Regions from separate parts of the Sus scrofa genome. Here region 2 is linked to region 1. A link is a contact called in public Hi-C data. All regions are on one chromosome and are shown on one strand. The core of a region is the stretch at or near the end of the contact, and the rest is flanking DNA. Distances in the headings are between cores, read along the strand shown. Region 1 has its middle 61 kb from the start of C3H2orf40. Region 2 overlaps FHL2 (four and a half LIM domains protein 2).

Region 1 (5,970 bases), core at 1,844-4,343:
CTGTTCCCTGCATGACAGGCCAAGAAATCCAGAGAGGAGTTGTGGGGACAAGGACTAGAGACTTTATCCAGAAAGCCAGCGGACCGAGAAGATGGTGTGCTTGTGCCCAAAAGAACCACCTTCCCTGAGTTAGGAGTCAGGCTCCTTTTCTGCTCAGAGGGGCGGGAGTAAAGCCAAGCATTTCCAGGTCCCTTGCATCCTCTGAAGGGATGTGTTCACGGCTTCCACCTGCAGCCATTCCCAGGTGCGGCTGGTCAGGGGGCTCCCGGGAGTTAAACAGGGTGTTTTAACTTCATGCTCATTACCTGGAAGGCAGGTGCCCAGAGCTGGGCTGTGAGGTACAATTTAAGCCTATAGGAAACCTTCCTTTCGGGATTAACTGAAGAACATGGAGGTTCTTCGCTATGTTGTGTCCAGTCTAGAAAATGACACTAATCAGATGTGTTTTAAAACCACGTCTCTAATAAACTAACTGTGGTCCTTGGACACTGTGGAATTCCATAACCTAAGGAGCACAGATGCTCTCCAACCACATGCAACAGTGTGAATTAATGTGTGCATAAAGAGAATATTCCATGCAAGAAACTGGGCCCAAAGGAATACCCACTGTATGGTGACATTTCCATAAAGTGCAGACACAGGCTAAAGGCATCTACGGTGTCAGAGGTTAGGAGAGGGGTCACCACTGGGAACCTGGTGACAGGAAGGGGCAGGAGCGGGGTTCTAGAAGCACTGGTAGCTTTTTGGTTTTTTTCTATAGAAAACAGACCTTTTTTGGGTGTTTTTAGGGCCGCCTCCGCAGTATATGGAAATTCCCAGGATAGGGGTCGAATTGGAGCTATAGCTGCCAGCCTACACCACAGCCACAGCAACACAGGATCTGAGTTACGTCTGCGACCTACACCCCAGCTCACGGCGACACTGGATCCTTAACCCACTGAGCAAGGCCAGGGATTGAATCTGCATCCTCATGGATCCTAGTCTGGTTTGTTATGCTGAACCATGATGGGAACTCCTAAAAACCCACTTTATTGAGTTATGATTGATGTACAAAAGTCTATTTGTACGTAATGTATAAAACTTGATGAGTTTGGAGATGAACATACACCTGTGAAACCACCACCTTGATCTGTGCTTTAAGCATACGCCTCCCGCCCTCTTTATTACTGTTTGTGTGTGTGTGATAAGAACCTGCCCTCTCAGCAAAGCCGTTAAGTATCCGACACAGCATCACAGACTCTGGGCACTAGGCTGTACAACCTCTCAAATGTACTCACGGGCCCTCAGTGAACTAAATGAGTAAACGAGCTTTTGTCCTTTGGAACCTGGGACTGTGTTTTCCCTTATCTAGAAACAGAGTCCACAAATGGGGTGTTAGACTTGCAAGACGTGGCAGAGCTCACGACTTCACTCCCTGCCTCGCTGACCGCTGACCACCATCTCCTGTCCCCTTCCAGCTCTGCCCTTTTGTCCCTGTTTCCACTCTTAGCCCCATACATGCTCCTTTCACACCACCTGGAAAAATGGGCTCCAAATGACTTCAGCTGCTCCCTCCCTTTCAGGAGTGAGGGCTTTGGGAAATCCATCCTTATGTTACTGGAAAGATGTTACCAGAATCCGGATTCTTGTCCACGGAGCCAAAGAATAAACTCCGAGAACACACAGGAAGCAAGCAAGAAAGCAAAAGTCCTTATAACAGGAAAGCAAACAGCTCTGAGGACAGGCTGAGACGGGGGAAGAAGAGTCCCCCTCTCTATTGTTCTATGGGGGTTTTATCTCTTAAAGATGTGGAGGTACCAATGTGGGGTCTAGATATCAGTTCTTTTTCCCATTGGCCTTGCCCAGTTCACCTATATCAGTCCTTGGCCAATAGGGGTCTTAGGGGTGGAAATAGTCACTAAGTCATGGTTCCTTTGCCCTTCCCTTCCCTAGTCTAGGAGTCGCCATTCCTTTCATTCCTTTCCTATCAGTGGAGGAGTGGGTTAGAGATTAATGCCCACCTGGATGTAAAGCAGATCTACTCCCTGTCGTAAGCAAGGCCAGTGAGGATGTTACTCTCTGGAGCCCGTAAGTCACGGATGTTAATCAATAACCATATCAAAGAACATATCGAAGCCCATATTCCTACACTACCTACCTGAGTTTTTATTCGGCCTCACTTAAGCTATAACACAGTGCTCAGTGCATGCTCCATACACGTCCCATGTCCTGTGTGTGAGGCCATTCCCTCCACTGGAGAAGCTATGGTTCTGTGACACAGCCCCATTGAACATTAGCCATAGATCTGTGGATAGAACCAAAAACCTTATTCTGCTTATTCTGCATCCTGTTTTTCAAAATACCTATATGCATAGCCAGTTCCTTAAATGGCTTTCTAAACCACCATTTTTATTCTGCAGGTTCTCCTGTTACAGATGTAATAGGTTTTTGGGTATTTTGGGGGGGGGTCTTTTTAGGGCCGCACCTGTGTCATATGGAGGTTCCCAGGCTTGGGGTCCGATCAGAGCTGTTAGCTACAGGCCTACACCACAGCCACAGCAACTTGGGATCCAAGCCGTGTCTTCAACGTACACCACAACTCAGAGCAACACTGGATCCTTAACCCACTGAGCAAGGCCAGGGATCAAACCTGCATCTTCATGGATGCTAGCTGGGTTTGCCATCCACTGAGTCCATGATGGGAACTCATGGAATATGTCTTTGACAGTATTGACTCAAGCTTCAGATGACACCATACTTTTGACCTATTGAAAGTTACACTCTGAGCCCTGAAAGATATGCAAAATATAAATGACAACTTCTGCCCTGCTCCAAGGGGGAGGGGGAGGGAGCAAGAAAGCAAAGGAGGGGGATGCAAGCGCTGGAAACATAGGGATATCTTCCGGAGCCTGAGTGTGGGGAGAGGCCCAGGCAGTGAGGAACTAGGACACCCAGGGCTCCAGGGTACTTCCCAGGATGGGTGGGTGCTGGGAGCCCCTCCCCTTAAGCCGCATGATCCCTGCATCAACGTGGACCTGGGTCTTGTCACCACCTTTAGGGCGGGTAGTCTAATTCCTGAGATACGGCCCCTGGGGGGCAGCAGACTGACACAATCAGGCTTATTTACCACTCGGCTCACAGTCCAGGGCAGTCGGTGGCTAAGGGCCCAGGGCCTGGGCTGCACATGTCACATAGAAACCAGACTCCTTCATCTGTGGCTCCCCCTCTTCCAGGGCCTCGGAGTCCTTGGCTGGGCCCCCCACTGCGGCCAGTGGACAGAAAGCTGGTGCCCCTCAATCACCCTGATTTCCTGCCCAGCACCAGGCCACAGCTGCTGGGGGCAGGGGACACTGAGGAGGAAGTGACAGGGTCAGGCCCAGTGTGTGCTCGGTGATACTGACACCAGGGCTCCCATAAACCACAAGCTTGAAGGGCCAGGAGAAGGGATCCACCCTCGAGGCAGTGGACCTGGAAGGAAGGAGCAAAGATGCTGCCTCTCGTTCCACAGACCTGAACTGTCCTGCCGCTGGAGTCCATCCAGGAGCCAGGCCGGCCCCGGAACGAGGGCCCCAGCCTCGCCCAGCTCGCATTCCGTACTTGGTTCCTGCTGAGCAGGACAGGGACCCACAGGCTCCCCGGTTCCTCGCTTGTGGATCTGGACAAAAGGCTCTCACTGAACCGCGCTGCTTTCCCTGGAGGAAACGGCTGCCCTTTGCTCCTGGTGACGCCTTTTGGTAAACTTCCTTTTGATAGAAGGACACAAAGCCCAACTTGTCCCAAACAGGCCCAGCAGAGGGGGCTCGGTGTCAATAGTGTCCTCTCCAGTGGACAGCGGCTCCTAATCTCCAAATGGCTTCAAGCGCCGCCAAGGTTAGCCTGTGATGGTTCTGAAAGATGTCGCCTCTGAGGTTACAAGACACCCCACTGCCTCCCATTGGCAGGGTTCCCGGGAGCCTCTGATCAGCCAAACCCCAGCTCTTGGCCTGCTTGGAATCTGCACCAGGGAAAACTATAGAGTCTTGCAGAATCAGGGGCTGGGTCAGAGGAGTAGCAGGTGCTGCTGGAGGCGGGGCTTTCAATGTAATGGACCCTGGGCAAGCGTCCCGGGCTTTTGTCTGAAAACAGAACTGCCGAGGAACCATGGGTGGTGGAAGAGGCCTTGTGATGTTGGAAGACTGGAAATCAGGCTGATTATAGGGACAAAGCAAGGAAACAAAACGGGAGGGAGAAGCTTCAGGGCAGAGGTCGGCGACAGCGAGGCTGGGCTGCAGGCCGGGTCTGACGTCAGCAGAGGGGCCGGCAGAGGCTGCAGTCCCATCACATTGCTCCCAGGGCTGCAGACCAGCTGCCTACCCGGCCTGGGACCATCTCTGCTGATCAGACTGAGAACATCAGAATGACCGGGGTCATGGTTGTACCGTTGTTCTGGGCTCCCCCAGACCAGAATGATCCCCGCTCCCATGTGCCCCTACAACCACCCCCATGTTTCTAAGAACAGCTGCCCGCTGCCTTCTCTCCTTTGTGTGTGTATGTGTCTTTTTAGGGCCGCACCCATGGCAAATGGATGTTGCCAGGCTAGGGGTCAAATCGGAGCTATAGCTGCCAGCCTACACCTCAGACACAGCAATGTGGGATCTGAGCCACGTGTACACAACAGCTGACAGCAACACCAGATCCTTAACCCACTGAGCGAGGGCAGGGATCAATCCTGCGTCCTCACGGATACTAGTCAGGTTTGTTAACCACTGAGTCACGACGGGAACTCCCTTCTCTCCTTTCTAAACGTGAGCAGCAGGGACCACATCCCTCTTGCTCTGCTTAGCCTGCCTTTTGGCTCAGTTAGGGTTGCACATGCAGCTGTGTGTTAGGGTCCTTTGGAGAAACAGAACCTCTACATATATTAAATTATAATACACACTAACAAATTATCTCTTGAGCCATAAGATTCTCAGGCTCCTCCCTAGACCTGTGGCATCAGACACTCTGGAGACGGCTTGGAAAGTGTCTACTCCTGACTCGGGTGACTGTGATAGTCCATAGGGTTGGCAACCGCTGACCAGGACACTACAAGCCTGGACAGATCAGTGGGCTTCTTGATGCCTAGAGTATTATTAGCAAGGGCTTCTGTACTTGTCTGATGCTCATAATTTCTCTGTAAAATACAGACATAATCTTTGCAAATGAAGATGTTGAAACCCCATAGGATTAAAATGACCTGGTGATTCCTAACTGTGATGCATGACAATAGAGCCCCTTTCTGCACTCCGCATCAGCCTTCAGGTTACTACTCCCCAGGGAAGCTCAAGCTCTCCCCCAGAGACTGAGGCCTGCATCCCCGGAGCCAGAGCAGGGCCTCCCTGGGGGCTGACTGCCTTGCCTGAAGGTCACTGCTCCTCCCAGAAGCAGCCCACACCTTAGGCTTCCAGATGACGATGACCTGGGGCTGTGACAGTGCCCACTCATTCCCTCAGTGAAGGGATATCCAGCTCAGAGCTCTGCTGGCAGGTGGGTCCATGCCCCCCTCACAGGCTGAACCTCATGCTCTCCTCCAAATCCCCCTTGGAGTGGGCCCCCAGTTAGGCCATTTCCTGTCTTTGCTCCACTCTTTGTAAGAAGATGCTGATATTGTCACTGTCAGTGGGACACCCCCACTTACCCTAAACATTCTCTAGAAACTTGAGCTCTGCTCAGTAAGTACCAAGGCCACTCCCACTGAGCAATAGCTGTTAAAGTTCACTGCCAAACACAAGTGAATTAGGCCAAGTATCTTAAGCAGATATGCTTGATATGTGTATGTGTGTATATATGTACATGTGTGTATATATATATATATATACACACACACAGTCTCACCTCTGTATCCACAGGTTCCACATATGCAATTCAAATAACTGAAGATCAAAAATATTAAAAAAAAAATTCCAGAAAGCTCCAAACAGCAAAACTTGACTTTGCCAGCTTGGGCAGCTGTTTACACAGCAATGACATTGT
Region 2 (5,970 bases), core at 1,337-3,836, 420 kb after region 1:
AGCGCCCCCACCCGAGCCCAGAATCCGAGTTAGGCGTGCAGCCCAGCACCCAGGCCCATGATCGGGCGGGGCCTGGACTCGACCCAGCCAGGGCACCCTCCCCGCCCCCGCCGCTGGTCCTCCCCTCCGTCTCCCTCCTCTCCCCCTCAACCCCATCCCCATCCGCCCTCCCCCGCCGCTCCCCACTCCCCCCCCCCGCCATCCTCCCATCCCGCCTCCTCCCCATCCTCACCTGCTCCCTCCCCGCCGCCCACAGGACTGGGCGGCACCAAGTACATCTCCTTCGAGGAGCGGCAGTGGCACAACGACTGCTTCAACTGCAAGAAGTGCTCGCTGTCGCTGGTGGGGCGAGGCTTCGTCACCGAGAGAGACGACATCCTGTGCCCCGACTGCGGGAAGGACATCTGAGCCGCTAGAGGGCCTGCTCGCGCTGCTTTCCCCCTGTGCGCCCCGCCCCGCCGCGCCCCGCCCCGCCCCGCCGCGCCCCGCCCCGCCCCGCCCCGCCGCGCCCCGCCCCCAGGTGGTGCCGCGGCCCCCGGCCCCGCCTGCTACCTGTGCCGCCCACACCTGTTTACAGCCTTGCTCCGCGCTTGTGCCTGAGGCCTAGGGAAGGAGGTCCTGGAGCCCGAAGTGGGAGGTGGTTGTGCATTCGTGGAATCACGCAAGGACAATCCGAGTGGAAACATCCTTTTGAATGCTATCTTTATAGACCGACCTTTCTTTCACTGTGTCTTTAATTATTAAGTGCAATTACCGCGAGTTAATGAAGGGTTGGTGTCAGGGCGTTGACCGGTGGCCTAGTGCTTGGCTTTTGGCGCTTTCGCGGCTACAGCCAGGGGCAGTAATCCCTGGCCTGGGACCTGAGATCTCACATCAAGCCAATACCCGCCAAAGCCAAAAAAATGGTATTTCCAAGGCCGTAACTTTGTCACGTGGAGCCCAAAGCAAGGTGAGCCGGCTCACGATAAAGTGATCCGGGAGGAAATCTTATGTCAAGTGCAGTGGGTCAAATATGAAACGTTAAGGGTCTCAGCATAAACAACACTTGACTGCAGCTTCCACTAGGGCTCTGACGGACTGAAATTGCATCAGGCCTTTTATCGAAAAGGAAGCCGCAGTCAGCACCAGGGCAGCTGCCTTCCTCTCTGACCCTTTCCCAGACTCCCTGGGAATTTAATGCTCAGCCTAGGATGTGGTGACATAAGCGACAGCACGTGAGCTGATGGACGTGCGGGCAGCACTGGGTCACTTTTCTGGACAGAGCTCGATGCTCTCCTGTGCTCCCGGCCAAGCCCTCACACCTGCCTGCCTTCTCCTCCGTGAGTGGAGGCTTACAGGAGGCACAGGTGACTCCAGACCAGAGTTGATGTCCTGCGCACCTGTATTTTGTCAACACCTGGGCAACTGAGGCCACCTGGGAGCCTTCTGTGAGTGTTTCTGAAGGATAAGAAGGGAAATCACAGCTCTAAATAGAACACTCCTTTTCAGGTAGGCTCCTGAGCTGACTTCTAAAGGTTCGCTATGCCCTAGACCCAGAAAACCCCAAAAAATCACTGCACATCAAGAGGTTAAGGTTTTTGTGCTCACCTTTTTTTGGCCACGCCCTTGGCATGTGGAATTTATGCCAACTTACCAGGTAGGGCATGGCATGGTTCTTTTTGGGATAACAACTGTGATTTTTTTGTCCTTAGCTTTCTAAGATAATGCAGTATGATACAATGATCGGCTATGCAGCAGAAAAATCTGGTTGAACTCAAGTCCCACCTACGCAGAGCATCTGTGAAGCCAGTTTCTTAATCTGAGTGCTGGTCACTGTGAGAAGTGCTTGATTGTGGCTGAAACGGGCCTCTGGCTGTATGGTCTGTTGGCTGGAGGCTTTGCTCAAAAAAAATAACCACCACCCCCCTCCACCTTGTTAGTTGCTTTGCTGGCTCTTACTTTATGATATAAAGGTAAATGCATTCTTGCAAATGTGCTTTTTAAAATAAAAATAGCAAAATTCAAAAAAAATTTTTTCTATGTCTTCATGATGGAACATTTTCCCTGATCTTCATTAAAACCAATGATACACTAGATGGAGCACAATTCCATGTCTAGCGAGTAGCTCTGTTGGAATAACAACCTCCTTCAAGTAACAACCATTCTGGACAAATTATATATATGTGTGTGTTTTGGCTGCTCCTGCATCATGTGTAAGTTCCCAAGCCAGAGATTGGACCTGTGCCACAGCAGCGACAATGCCAGATCCTCAAACTGCTTCACCACAAGAGAACTCCTGGACAAAAATATTTTTAAAAATTTGGAAATCCAGGAGCATGACCCACAGCAGGAAGTCTTTGGAGGGAAGTCTTTGAAGAAGAGGGAGGGTTTCCCACTCTTACGGCTCTGAGCTCAGGGCCAGCTCACTGGCTTGCAGAACCAGAGGGCAGAGCTGGGGACAAACAGATCCTGGGAAGTAAATGGGAAAGTTCTAGAAAAGAGAGCCTCATGGTATGTGCATGAAAGCCCTACAAATCTCTAGCTGAACCACTGGACTCCAAGCAGCCCAGCCAAGGCTCAAACAACTGCCAGGGAGGGACTTCTGGAATGGAAAGGTGCAGAGCTCAGCTGACCCTCTGCCAGTGAAACAGTGCTTTAGCTGGGAACTATTTATACAGACCGAATAACTTAGTCTCTGAAAATATCCCCAGAGGCATACAGCAAATGGAGAGACATTTATTCAGGAAAATCTGCATGTTAATGAGAAGAGTGAGCCCCTGTGGCATCTGAGCCACAGCCGATCCTGTCCTGCCCCCACTCCCCGTGTCACATGACAGAAGCTCTGCTCTGGGCAGTTGCAGCCAGGAGTGGAAGGGCTCCCATGGTCCAGGGCTCTGCCCCAGGGGAAGAGGCTGAAAATCGGGGGGGGGGGGCTCTGATCCCCCCTGCACCAGCCTGCTCACAGGGTGGAGTTTTCACATTGGAAGGTGTGCTCTGAGAAGACTGGGGGCTACCAGCCCCCCTACTTCCCAGCACCTACTTATGGAGGAGTCCTGCCCCAGGCTCTGCGAATGGCAACTCAGCAGCTCTGCACCGAGAGCACTGACTTTTTATCTGGTACCAAGAATAGAGAAATCTGTGCCTGAGGGGACTGTCAAAATCAAGAGCGATCTTGGTGGCAGACAGTTAAGAGGGGGCTGGGGGCTCCAGGATACCAATAGCAAAAAGCAAAATGGCAGCCCAGTTTGAAGTTTAACAAGGGAAAGAGCTAAGAAGAGCCATCCCAGAATCCCACTCAGCCCTGGGGGCCAGGAGCGTGCAGGCTGTACCCACTCAGGGACAGTCAGAGTGGGACTGGACAGGCCTGAACACATTCCCAAGCCACACCAGATTCTCAGAGCAAACACTGCTGAGCGTTTAAAGAATTGAAGGGATGGTCATGAGAACAGTCACTCCTCAGAGAACTGAGGTATTGGTTAATAAGGAGGTAAACAGGGTAAGAAAAGAATCAAATAGAAATTCTGGAGTTGAAAAGTGCATGACAAAATTCACTAGAAGGGTCAATAGTAGATTTCAGTTGGGAGAAGAAAAACATTAGTGAACTTGAAGATAGATCAACAAAGATTATGAACTTGAAAAACAGGAGCTCCCATTGTGCCTCAGAGAATTAAGAACACAGCATAGTCTCCACAAGGATGCAAATTTGCTCCCTGGCCTTGCTCAGTGGGTTAAGGATCTGGTATGGCCACAAGGGGCAGCGTAGGTCGCAGATGCAGCTTGGACCTGGTGCTGTGGCTGTGGTGTAGGCCAGCAGCTGCAGCTCCCCATTCGACCCCTAGCCTGGGAACCTCCATATGCTGAGGGTGAGGGCCTAAAAAGAAAAAAAAAAAGAAAAGAAATTGAAAAACAGAGAATGAAGGGAAATAGAGACACTGTGGAATATCGCTAAACATACCAACATATGCATGATGGAGTACCAGGGGAGGAGACAGAAAAGGGACAGAAAAATATTTTAAGGATTAATGGCTGGAAACTTCCCCCAATTCAACAAAAAACATTTGTCTAAAAATGCACAGCCAAGAAGCATGATAAACTCAAAGAAAGAAAAATGCGAAGAGACCCACATCCAGACACATCACATTCAAAATGTTGAAAGGCAAAGATAAAAGGAAAAATTCTGAAAGAGGTGAGCTGAGGTCTGAGCTGTCACGCCCACCTCAAGTCTGACCACACACAAAAGACCTCTACCTCTACCCCTAACTACACAGCCCTGTCGCTGGAATCAATGCACTACACTGTGTTCCTGACAGGCTCAAAAATAAAATCATTCTATAATAAATCCTTTTCATTAAGCCAGACTTTTTACCTTAAATTCTTTTTTTTTTTTTTTTGGTTTTTTGGTTTTTAGGGCCCCAAAATATATGGAAGTTCCCAGGCTAGGGGTTGAGTTGGAGCTGCAGCTGCCAGCCTACACCACAGTCATGCAGGATCCAAACCACGTCTGCAGCCTACACCACAGCTCACAGCAACGCCAGATCCTTAACCGAGTGAGGACAGGGATCGAACCTGTGTCCTCTTGGATCCTAGTCAGGTTCATTACTGCTGAGCCATTATGGGAAATCCCAAGACCTCTTATTAAATTCTTGAAATAAAACACATACATAAAAGGGTGTAAGGCAGATGTTAGCAGGTGAAACTAAACTATAGAGATAGAAACCAGACTTGTGGTTACCCTCTGAATGGGAAGGGCATGAGGGAACTTTCTGGGTGCTGGAAACACTATGTTGTTGGCAAACTATGGCTCATGTGCTAAATCCTTCCCTCTGCCTGTTTTCCTAAAAAGAGTTACACTGGAACACAGTGATGTCCATTCATTTACACACTGCATGGCCCACAAAACCTAAAATTTTTACTATCTGGCCCTTTACCGAAAGTGTCAGCCTTGTTCCATATCTTGATCTGGGTAGTGGTTTTATATATATAAACACACACACACATACATATATGTATGTAGATTCACTGAACTGAAATGGACTGAACTGAAATGGGTAGTGGTTTTATATATATAAACACATATATGTATATATATATATATATACACATACATATATGTATGTAGATTCACTGAACTGAAATGGACTTTTTATGATATATCAATAAAAATTAAAAAACTTAAAATATGTTGTGTTATCACCTTTTAGTTTCCTGTACGGAATGGTCCTTTTTTTTTTTTGCTTTTTAGGGCCACACTCACGGCATATGTAGGTTACAAGGCTAGTGACTGAATTGGAGCTACAGCCCAGATCTGAGCCACATCTGTGGCCTATACCACAGCCCACAGCAACACTGGATCCTTAACCCACTGAGTGAGGCCAGGGATCGAACCTGAAACCTCATGGTTCCTAGTCGGGGTTGTTTCCACTGCACCATAACAGGAACTCCCTGAATGGTCCTTTTACAGCATCTTTTCTGTCAACACAGCCAGCCAGCGATATTCCACCTGGTTATTCTAACACATGAACACTGGGGGGCAGTCTCTCTCCCCATCCTAGTGACGGGGTTTTGGCTGTGGCGCTGTGTGTGAGCCAGCATGCTGTGCTTCAGTTCTCCCACCTCATCCCTTCTTCCTCTGCCTTTCCCGTTCTTTCCTCTGACCTATCTCTTCTTTACTCTCCTCCCCACCTCAGCAGAGCAGGCTTACTCCTTTTTAAATTTTTTTTTTAAATTATGGTTGATTTGCAATGTTGTGCCAATTTCCCCTCTACAGCAAAGTGACACGGTCATACATACAGATACCATCTTTTTTCTCATATTATGTTCCATCATGTTCTATCACAAGTGATTGGATATAGTTCCCTGAGCTAAGAGCAGGCTTACTTCTAATTGGTTTACCCAGTCAGGTTACCCCCTGAGGTCATAGCTATTAGGGTTCCTATCTTGAGAGTGTGGGGCCTTGGAAAGCATGGCTCAGTTTCCACAGCATCAAGCCAC

Evidence for each region. A called contact is a pair of places that touch in the nucleus more often than the background predicts.
Region 2: a Hi-C map of fetal skeletal muscle shows a contact between it and region 1, with 3 times the contacts expected there. The contact joins two enhancer-like sites. A contact is called at or near these places in 12 of 47 Hi-C or Micro-C datasets (embryonic fibroblasts, fetal skeletal muscle, heart right ventricle and 7 more).

What each region holds. Positions count from the first base shown.
Region 1 is chr3:49,029,463-49,035,432 of Sscrofa11.1, forward strand. No RefSeq gene overlaps it. Among named protein-coding and RNA genes, the nearest start is that of C3H2orf40, 61 kb to the left of the region's middle. Within about 2 kb of position 3,094, at least 32 of the 83 cell types and tissues checked have an H3K27ac peak or open chromatin away from gene starts, as enhancers often do. A contact at or near this core is called in fetal skeletal muscle and skeletal muscle, where this site is marked.
Region 2 is chr3:49,446,450-49,452,419 of Sscrofa11.1, forward strand. FHL2 (four and a half LIM domains protein 2) reads left to right here. Exons shown (of 6, transcript XM_021087113.1): 6 at 257-2,010. The coding sequence ends at 408. Among named protein-coding and RNA genes, the nearest start is that of C3H2orf49, 16 kb to the right of the region's middle. Within about 2 kb of position 2,587, at least 4 of the 83 cell types and tissues checked have an H3K27ac peak or open chromatin away from gene starts, as enhancers often do. A contact at or near this core is called in fetal skeletal muscle and skeletal muscle, where this site is marked.